2 separate regions of the Anas platyrhynchos genome follow, and region 1 is linked to region 2. Evidence: chromatin contacts called from public Hi-C data. All regions are on one chromosome and are shown on one strand. The core of a region is the stretch at or near the end of the contact, and the rest is flanking DNA. Distances in the headings are between cores, read along the strand shown.

The links. Hi-C and Micro-C count contacts between places; a contact is called where the count stands out from the background.
Region 1: a Hi-C map of skeletal muscle shows a contact between it and region 2, with 4 times the contacts expected there. The contact joins the promoter of MRPS23 here to the enhancer-like site in region 2. A contact is called at or near these places in 6 of 8 Hi-C or Micro-C datasets (F1 follicle, F5 follicle, liver and 2 more).

Annotation. Positions count from the first base shown.
Region 1 is chr20:1,530,559-1,534,538 of IASCAAS_PekinDuck_T2T, forward strand. MRPS23 (mitochondrial ribosomal protein S23) reads right to left here and starts at 1,417. Exons shown (of 5, transcript XM_038165752.2): 1 at 1,277-1,417; 2 at 1,010-1,177; 3 at 762-839; 4 at 514-637. The coding sequence starts at 1,164. LOC139999128 (a long non-coding RNA gene) reads right to left here and starts at 3,455. Exons shown (of 2, transcript XR_011804221.1): 1 at 3,114-3,455; 2 at 2,061-2,963.
Region 2 is chr20:1,261,864-1,266,365 of IASCAAS_PekinDuck_T2T, forward strand. No RefSeq gene overlaps it. Among named protein-coding and RNA genes, the nearest start is that of MSI2, 13 kb to the right of the region's middle. Within about 2 kb of position 1,763, at least 2 of the 8 cell types and tissues checked have an H3K27ac peak or open chromatin away from gene starts, as enhancers often do. A contact at or near this core is called in subcutaneous adipose tissue, where this site is marked.

The sequences.
Region 1 (3,980 bases), core at 167-2,666, 270 kb after region 2:
CCCCGTTTTACATTAAGAGTTACATGACAATTATCTGAAGTAACAAGGAACAGACTCCATGTGCCCAGGAGCTGTCTCCTCTTTTTTACATCCGTGAAAATAGATGCAAGACATGTTAGACAGTTCTTCTGGGTAGTTATTTTCTTACCAAAGACATAAGTAAACGAGCCCCAAACTACAAATATAAACAAAAAATGACTGAAATAAGTGTGTGGGTTTTGTTGTTATCGCTGTTGGTTTAGTTTATTGAAGCAAACTGCAAGATTTATGTATAAATTTCCAAATCAGGATTAAAGAATGAGAGCGATGCTGCATTAGAATACTTAATTACTAAGAAGGAATAGAAAAAGTGTGCCAGCTATCTTCAATCCAGAAGAGGTTCTATTTTATTCTCTATTTTATTTATTGGTAACTTACAGAGAGTTTAATTTGGACTAACTCCGTCTTAAGAACCTAAAAATGAAGCCTTTTGAGTCCACTGGCCAATTCGTTTTCTGAATGTTTAATACTTACTTTATCTGTTCCTCTTCTCTGCAAAATTATCCCACTGGCTAAAAGGGCTTTTCCTGTTTCTTCAAACAATTTTTCCTCTTCAATTTTCCCTTCTTCTTTCAATTCATTGTACTTCTCAACGAACCTAGATTTCAAGATTGTATTTTTACTCTCGCAAACAACATTGTGGTTTGCTGACCTAAGAGGAGACAGGGACAAGTTTCAGAAGCATTTTTAGTTTAGTTATATATCAACAAAAAAAGATTTACCTTTGGCACGTCGATTTGTAGTTCGGTTGCGATAAATCAAAAGGTCTTGGCCCGCTTCCGTACACTCTGTAAAATTTCCTGCTCAAAAAATAACACAGTTCAGGTTTTCCATCAATCAAAGAGAGACACAGTTTGAGGGAAATAAACAGCATCGGGGTCACCCCATTTATTCCACAACAGCCAACCAACAACGGGGACCCTGGGGGCCCCAGGACGGTCCCCGGGGGTCCGAACGAGGCGGAACTCACGCTCGCACGGCGTCCTCGGGGTAGAGGATGTCCCTGACGCTGTCCCTGGCGCGGCCGTAGCGCGGCCGGGCCTGGCGGTGCCGCGGCTCGCGGCGGGGCGGGCAGGCGGCGTAAACCTCGAACCACAGCGGCTGGCGCAGCACCCCCATGCGCATCAGGTCGCGGGTCCTGCGGGGACAGGGGGCTCAGGGGGGGGTTTAGGGGGAGCCGCGGGGCCGCCCCCAGCCCGGCCCGGCCCCCCCCGTACCGGCTGAAGACGCTGCCGACCTTCTGCACGCGGCTCCCCGCCATGGCGGCGCTAGGCCGCCCCTAGCAACGCCGCCCCCTAGCAACGGCCAGCCCGGAAGCGGAAGCGCCCGCCCTCCGCGCGGCTGAGCCAATCAGCTCGCAGGGCGCGCTCGGCCCGCGGATGGGCGCGCAGGCAGAAGGAGTCGATAGCCGAGCGGGTGCCCACCCAGATCGCCTCCCCCCCTCCCACCGCCATTTAAAGGGACAGCGCCACCGGGACCGAACCACCCCCCCCCACCGCCCCCGGCACGGGCACGAACACGCGGGGACGGGGCCCTCGGGGTCCTTCTGCTGCCCTTGGTGGCCCCCGATGGGCACGGGGCTCAGATCCAAACCCCCACGGGCCTCCAGAGCCCGGAGGGTCCCCTCCACCTGCCTGGGCAGCACCTGCTGGGATCTGTCCTGTTTTGGGGCTAAAAGTTCCAAAATAGGTCCCAGATTTATCCTGCTTTTGGGGCTAAAAACCCCGAAACAGGTCCCAGATTTATCCTGCTTTTGGGGCTAAAAGTCTCCAAACAGGTCCCAGATCTATCCTGCTTTTAGGGGTAAAAGTCCAAAACAGGTCCCAGATTTATCCTGCTTTTGGGGCTAAAAACCCCAAAACAGGTCCTGGAGCAGCATTACCGCACCCCAGCATGGGCTGAGCGGGGACCTCAGTGCTCCAGGGGCCGGAGCATGGACCCAGCACGGAGACCGAGGGATGCTGTGTAAAATATGACCTCACACCCCAAAACCACGCACACCTCACTCCTGTTTCCCCGGCGGCTGTTTTGGTTCCCCTGCCGTGCTCCCACCATCACGGAGTGGCCGTGCCCACCCTGCAGCGGGGCACTGTGCCTCCACGGGGCCTGCAAGCAATGGCAGACCACGATGGAGCTGAGCAGGAGCCATGGCAGCAGCTGTCACCCCGTTACAACACCCGCTGAGCGCCTGCAGGGTGCGGGACGTGGCGGTGCTGCTGCCGTCTCCGGTTTCTGAGGGAGCCATTTGGGCTGCGAGTGACGGGGCAGGACAGCTGCTGGCCCCAAAGGCACAGGGAGCTGCTGGGGCTGTGCTGGGTGCTCCTGCAAGGAGGGGGCACACCAGAAATGCTGCCCTGTGCTGCCCAGACGCGTCCTGGCACACGCAGCCCGCCATTTATCTCCATACGGGAGGGAGGACGCCCATATGGCCCCGCATCGTTTGGGGTCCTGCTGGCTGGGGCTCGTCCTCTGCCCCCATGGCTCTTTACACCCTCCCTGTCCACTGTCCCCCAGCTGAGCACCACGACGTGCCCATGGCAGCCTGGGGACCGGCGGTGGGGGGCCACAAACATCCCCCCACAGTGGGACACCGAGAGCTGGGGTCTCCCTTCGGTCCCATTTTGTGTTGGGTCTCACCCAGAGCCAGCACCCAGCAGGATTGCACCAGGGCCTGATCCTGCCCCGCAGCCCCAGCACTGCTGGCTGGGCCCAGGAGGTGGCAGCAGACGGTGCCTGGCTGCCAGCCCCGAGCCCCAGCCTGTGTTTTTCATCCTGATTAATGAAATCCCAACACCACCGAGGTTGTTTGCTCTGTGCAAACAGCCTTCCCCCTGCCAGAAGTTCCGTGAAGCCAGCTTCCAAGAAGCACACGGCAAAGACGTGATGCCTGATCGCTAGGATGCAGCCCTCGGTCTGGGAACGAGCTGGTTAAATAAAAAATAATAATAATAATAAAAAGCATTCATTCACTCCATCCATCTTGCAGTGTTATAAAGGAAGGGGGCAGTGAATTTCCAGCGAGGGCTGACAGAAGCAGGTACCCGCTGCCAGCGCAGGACACCTCGAGCATTCACCGTGGGCCAGCCGCAGCTCTCAGTCCCGGGCTTCTCTCCGCTGCCGGGAGAAAGTTTTGAAAGACAAAACTCCTGCCCCTGTGGAGTGGAAGAATTCAAAAGGGAGTTGCTGGGACCGCTCCAGGGCTGCATCTGAGCTGCTCAAAGGACTGGGCAGGCCCCGGTCTTTTCAGCTCTTTCAAAGAGCCCTGGCTCCCCCCTTGGGTTACGACGGCCTCCTTGGCTGTGCCGAGAAGGCCACATCCAGGGTTTCTCCAGCATTTTGATGCTTTTGACATTTAAGGCAAGAATGCCTTGACTTTTTCCAGCGCCTTCTTTCACAGGGAAAGTTTCCAAGCCACACGTGAGGCTGGGGAGCTCCAACCCTGCCAGCAACCAAACGCTGCTCCCTGGCAGCTGGAGCTGGGCTGCAGGGGAGGTGGGGGCACGGAGCAGCGCTCCCAGGCCGGACCCTGTGGTTCTCAGCCCCCCCAGCATTGGGGTGTCCCCTGTTGCAGGTCTGCAAACACCTCCAGCAGTGCCTGAATGCGTCCTCAGGTCTGCCACGTACCCAAACCCTGCTGCTGCCCCCTAAATCGGCTGTGGGGCCTGATTTGGAGCATCAGAACAAGTGTCACCCTCAAAAAGCGGGATCCGCACCTGGTGATCCCGCCAGCTCAGCACAGCGCCGAAAAGTGCAGGGCTGGAGATTGATAACACATAGTTCAGAAAGAATTCATTATAATGACGTCTTTCCATCCCGCTAGGAGACAAGGCGAAGGAGCCAGACTGCCTGCCTGACAGACGCGGAGGAGTTGCTGCGCGATGGATAATGAAACAGTTTGAAGAAAATGCACACGCCCCATCCCCGAGAGGCTTGTTATTTCG
Region 2 (4,502 bases), core at 513-3,012:
GCTGACATGGGGTGGTTCAGCTCCCTGCCTCTCATAGCCACGTATGCAGCCTGCTCACAGCCCAGCAGGGAACCTGGCTCTGGCCTTTGGTGGAAATTTCATTGGCAGTGGTTTTCTTCCTATAAAAAGTAAAAATAAATTTTGCTATGAGTTTCTCTGCTCTTGAGTTACACAAATACCTTGTGTCCCTGTCTCGGTGCTGTCAGTAGGAAGCCTGCAAGTCAGAGGCCACAGAGCAAGAACCACCAACATGTGTCCTGCATTTAGTTCAGTGCCTCCAGGGCTGGGTTTTGGCTCCAGCTACCTCTGCCTCCTCCCCCTTCCTGTCAAAAGAAAAGACGAGCACCAAAGCAAAGCGAGAGGGGAGATATTCTCCCCACACTTTGCACAAAGCAGCCAGATTGCGCTTGGGGCTGGTGTAAGAGGGATGAGCCAGTGCTCTGGGGCTCTGTGGTCCAAGACTGGCCCTGACAGGGGATGGGGATGAAGGTCGGTCTGGTGCCTGCCCGTGTAATTCAGGTACAAGGTGCAGAAGCGGGATCTCCTGCAGAGCTGTCCTGCCCTGGGGGCTGGCCCCATTTCCAGCTAGGAGTGATGCTGGGGCTTCTGAGCCCCACGCAGCTGTTGTACTTAACAGACGTGTTGAATTCGTGTGATGGCTTTTTGAGTCTGTTTGTCCTTCTGACCTTCACGAGATCCTGTGGCAATGTGTCTCCCAACATAATTACGTGTGGGTGAAAGAATTACTTCCTGTTTGTTTTCTAAATTGCCTGAGAACAACCCCAGATAATCCATCACCCTGATGCTGCCTCAGGTGAGTAATGGCCCCTGCTTTGCCTTATCTATGCCACTTGCAGGCTCATAGACTTCTCTTCTGTCACCTGCTTGTGTTCTGGGATGAGGCATCTGAAGTCCATTTAGCTCCTTACGTGGAAGCTGGAGGTACCGTGCATCCTCCCTGCACCTTTTCTAGCTCTACACTGGCCTTTGGGAGATGAACACACACCAGAGTCTTTCCTCCTTTTGCTGAATCAGGAATGGAAGAGCTGCTGCAAAGTCTTAGGAGTATGTTTTCATGCCTAAAAACGTGGTCAGGCGTTTTACAACATCAGCTTTGGTCCCCTCAGCCCCCGGGATGTCAGAGTGCTGGCACTGAGCGGCGCTGGCTGTGGTGCGGCCTCAGGGTCCTTCCCCTGGGACAGGGGGCTCGGATTGAAGGGGCTCCCCCTCTGCTCAGTGCCTGTCCCAGCTCCAGAGCTGTGGGTGGGTGACTTTTTTTTTTTTTTTTTTTTTAAAGTATGCCTGAACTCTGCTGTTTGGATTCAAGGATGCTGAAGTGACGTTTGAGGCTGTTCCAGGAGGGTGCTCTCGTTTCTGGAAAATGGCACTTTCAAAGTAATTTGTGGAGCTGGGTTTCTTTCCTAGGTGTTGTCTGGGTCTAGAGACTGTATGTCTGAGGCATCAAAGCCCCTTTTCTGGCCCTCAGGAGCTGCTCCTCGCTTGTGTTTACAGACAGCAATGCCAACCACCCCGCTCACACCCCGGGGCTCCAGTTCTGGCCCCGTCCTGCCCGGGGCCGGAGGCTTGGTGCTGCTGCCATGCTCGGCTCCCGGGAAGCGTGAGGCGCCTCAGCCAGCTCCGGGGGTCCCCTGCTCAAGTCCCCAGGGCCTCCCTGGGCCTGCGGGGTCCCTTCCAGCCCCAGCCGGGCCGCGAAGGCCCCACGGCGGGGAAGGGCCTCGCGGAGCCCCGGGGCAGCAGAGGGCGCCCAAGCACCGGCCGGGCCTGGCCTGGCCCCTCCTGGCCCGGCCTCGCCGCCCTGCCCCGGGGGCGCTGCCCGGCTTTGTTCTGCCCCCAAACCCGGCCAGCCTGAGGCGAGCCGGCACTGAAAGGCGGACCCGAGGCTGAGGGAGCTGGAAACACAGCTCGGTGCACTTAAATAAATAAATAAAATAAAAGAGGGGCCGGCCTGACAAGTACGAACGAGCCTGGAGGAAACGTTCCTCTTCAGATGCTGCAAATACAGCGCATGGAGGTGTTATTTTGCTTAATTAGCAACAAATTCGAGCTTTATTTTCATATTTCTAAGCCCTTTTGTATTTTAGAGACTGAGCACATGCTGAATATATATAATTAATTTTACACAGGCAAAAATTGCACTCTCGGGAGCCTGTGGGCAAGCTAAGGTGCCATGTACCACAACTGTAACTTTATTTTTTTGAAGACCTGACAAAAATAATGCACGGCTCTTCTCGTCTTTGAGGAAGAAGGCAGAGAAGAATCACAGGGAGGCTGACGAGGCACAGGCTGCCGTCCCTGACTGCTTTCCTTGACCAAGCGCCACCTCTCCCAGTCTCTGCACCGTGCTGCCCCAGGTACACGCAGGGAAAGCCGGCCTCAGGGCCTTGGGGCGTGGACAGAGATCAGAGATCACCAGGGCACAGTCCCATGGAGCACAAAGGCAGCGGTGCTGTCCCCCAGCCGGGGACACGGGCACTGCTCTGAGGAGGATGGAGGGGAGTGAGCGCCGGGTGAGGCCTCGTGCTGCAGAGCCCACACGGACGGGGGCTGATGGCAGGAATGGTGCTCAGGTGGTTCGTGTCTGTACCAAACCATCGGAGTTTTGGCTGCAAATGATCTGCCTGGACTTAACTTGAGAAGGAAGGGAGGAAATGCCACGAAGGCAGCCCTGCCAGGTAGGAGCCGTGGCGGCGGAGAGGGGATGGAGCCCCTGCGGTACACAAGCCCCTGCTGCCTCTGGCTGTGCCACTGCTTGGGCTCTGACCTCGAGTCCATGGGGTAGTGCTGTCTGGGGCACGTCCCTGCCTCTGTCCTCGTGTGTTGGGAGCCCCCAGTATTGAAAACAGGGAGAGAAAACTGCTCCTGGCTTCAGCTGTAGCTCGCGTGAAAGATGCAGGTGAGCCCCTGGGTTCTCATCAGCAGCTTGACCTCCTGGTCAGGGCTCTCGCCCTGCAGTGGAGAGGTGCCCTCTCTCACTCTTCTGACTTGTGTGTAATAGAAGGGCTAAATGCTTATTACCTTTCTGTAGTCTTTTCCAGTTGCCAATCAAACGTGTCTGGTTTGGGGTTTTGTTTTGTTTCTTTGTTGCTGTGACTATGCAGGATGCTCTATCTCGCTGTAATTACGGTTCCATCATTGTCTTGGCATGAAAACATCTGCTGTCTCCCTGCGATCTCCACTTCTCCTATTTCTTTTGAGAATTTCGTGGATCATGATGACCTTCTATTTTCCATAACATCTCATGCATCTCAGTGTACACAGCTGTTTCTCCTGCGTTCCCCTGTCTCTCCCTCTATCCTGTTTTTTCTATCAGCATCTCCAGTGCGTTCAGAATTTCAGCTCATCTGCTTATCAAATCAATATCTCGCCTGCCATCTCCTCTGCGTCGCAACCTCTGTAAACACAGCGCCTTTGCACCTAACTGCCCACGCCGCCTTCTCCTCTGGGCGCAATTTGTCTTCCAGCTCACGTCTAAAGTCTTTGTTCTTCTCACTTAACGTTTTTAAGTTAATTTTCTCGGCCTTTTTGTGTTGATTACGTTGTACTCTGGTTGCCTGGGTTTGAGGTCTGTGTGAGGGGAGGAAGCTCCTCTGCAGGTGAGGTCACTCCGGCTGCTGGTGCTGAGCTTCAGCAATGACGAAGCGAGGTGGAGGATGAGGAGCGGGCGTGCTGGCAGGGCGTAGCGAAGGCAGTGGAGGGGCTGGAGAAACACGGGCTCGACTTCTAGTTTTGTGTGACCTTGGTTCAATAGCATGGGGTCCGTGAGTATGATGAACAGAGATACTTCGGTTTTTATTCTGTTCTGGCACCTTTTATTACTAGGACCTTCCCGCTATGCCTATTCTCTTAAAAAATAATAATAAAAAATATCAGCCCTATAACTGCTGCAGAAGGACTAATAAAATTCCCGAGTATGACAGGACCTTAAATCTCTTTGCTTTGTTCCACGTCTGCCTAACGAGCATCCCAGCCCCCCGCCACCCACACCTCCCTCTTGCCTGGTGCTGCTGCCGATGGCAGGAGCTGCCCGCAGGGACCCGGCTTTGCTCTGGTCACTAGATGATGCTGCAGCAAAACTAATCCTGAGAGTATCGAAGGCTCCTTTATTTATTTTATTTTATTCACCCTCAGCCCCTGGTCTGTATGTGTCTGAGCTAGGAATGTCCTATTCTCGAAAGACTTGGCAGAAGTTTGGCACCTGGACTGTGGGACTGAGGAGCGGCTATTTATGTGTTGACAGGGGAGAGGGTAGAGGGCAGAAAGCAGGGTGGAGATTAATGAATCATGCAATAACTTTTTAGGTGGATGGAAATAACACTGTGCATGCATCACAGTTTTTTCCCTTTTCAGGAATATAGCTGTTTACGCAGATGGCTTGGTACTTTTTATACAAGTATGCATTACATGTGGGTACTTATATATAAATAAGGCTGTAAAGTCATACATTAAAGGATTTGATCATCCACAAAGAGTTATGTGGTTGT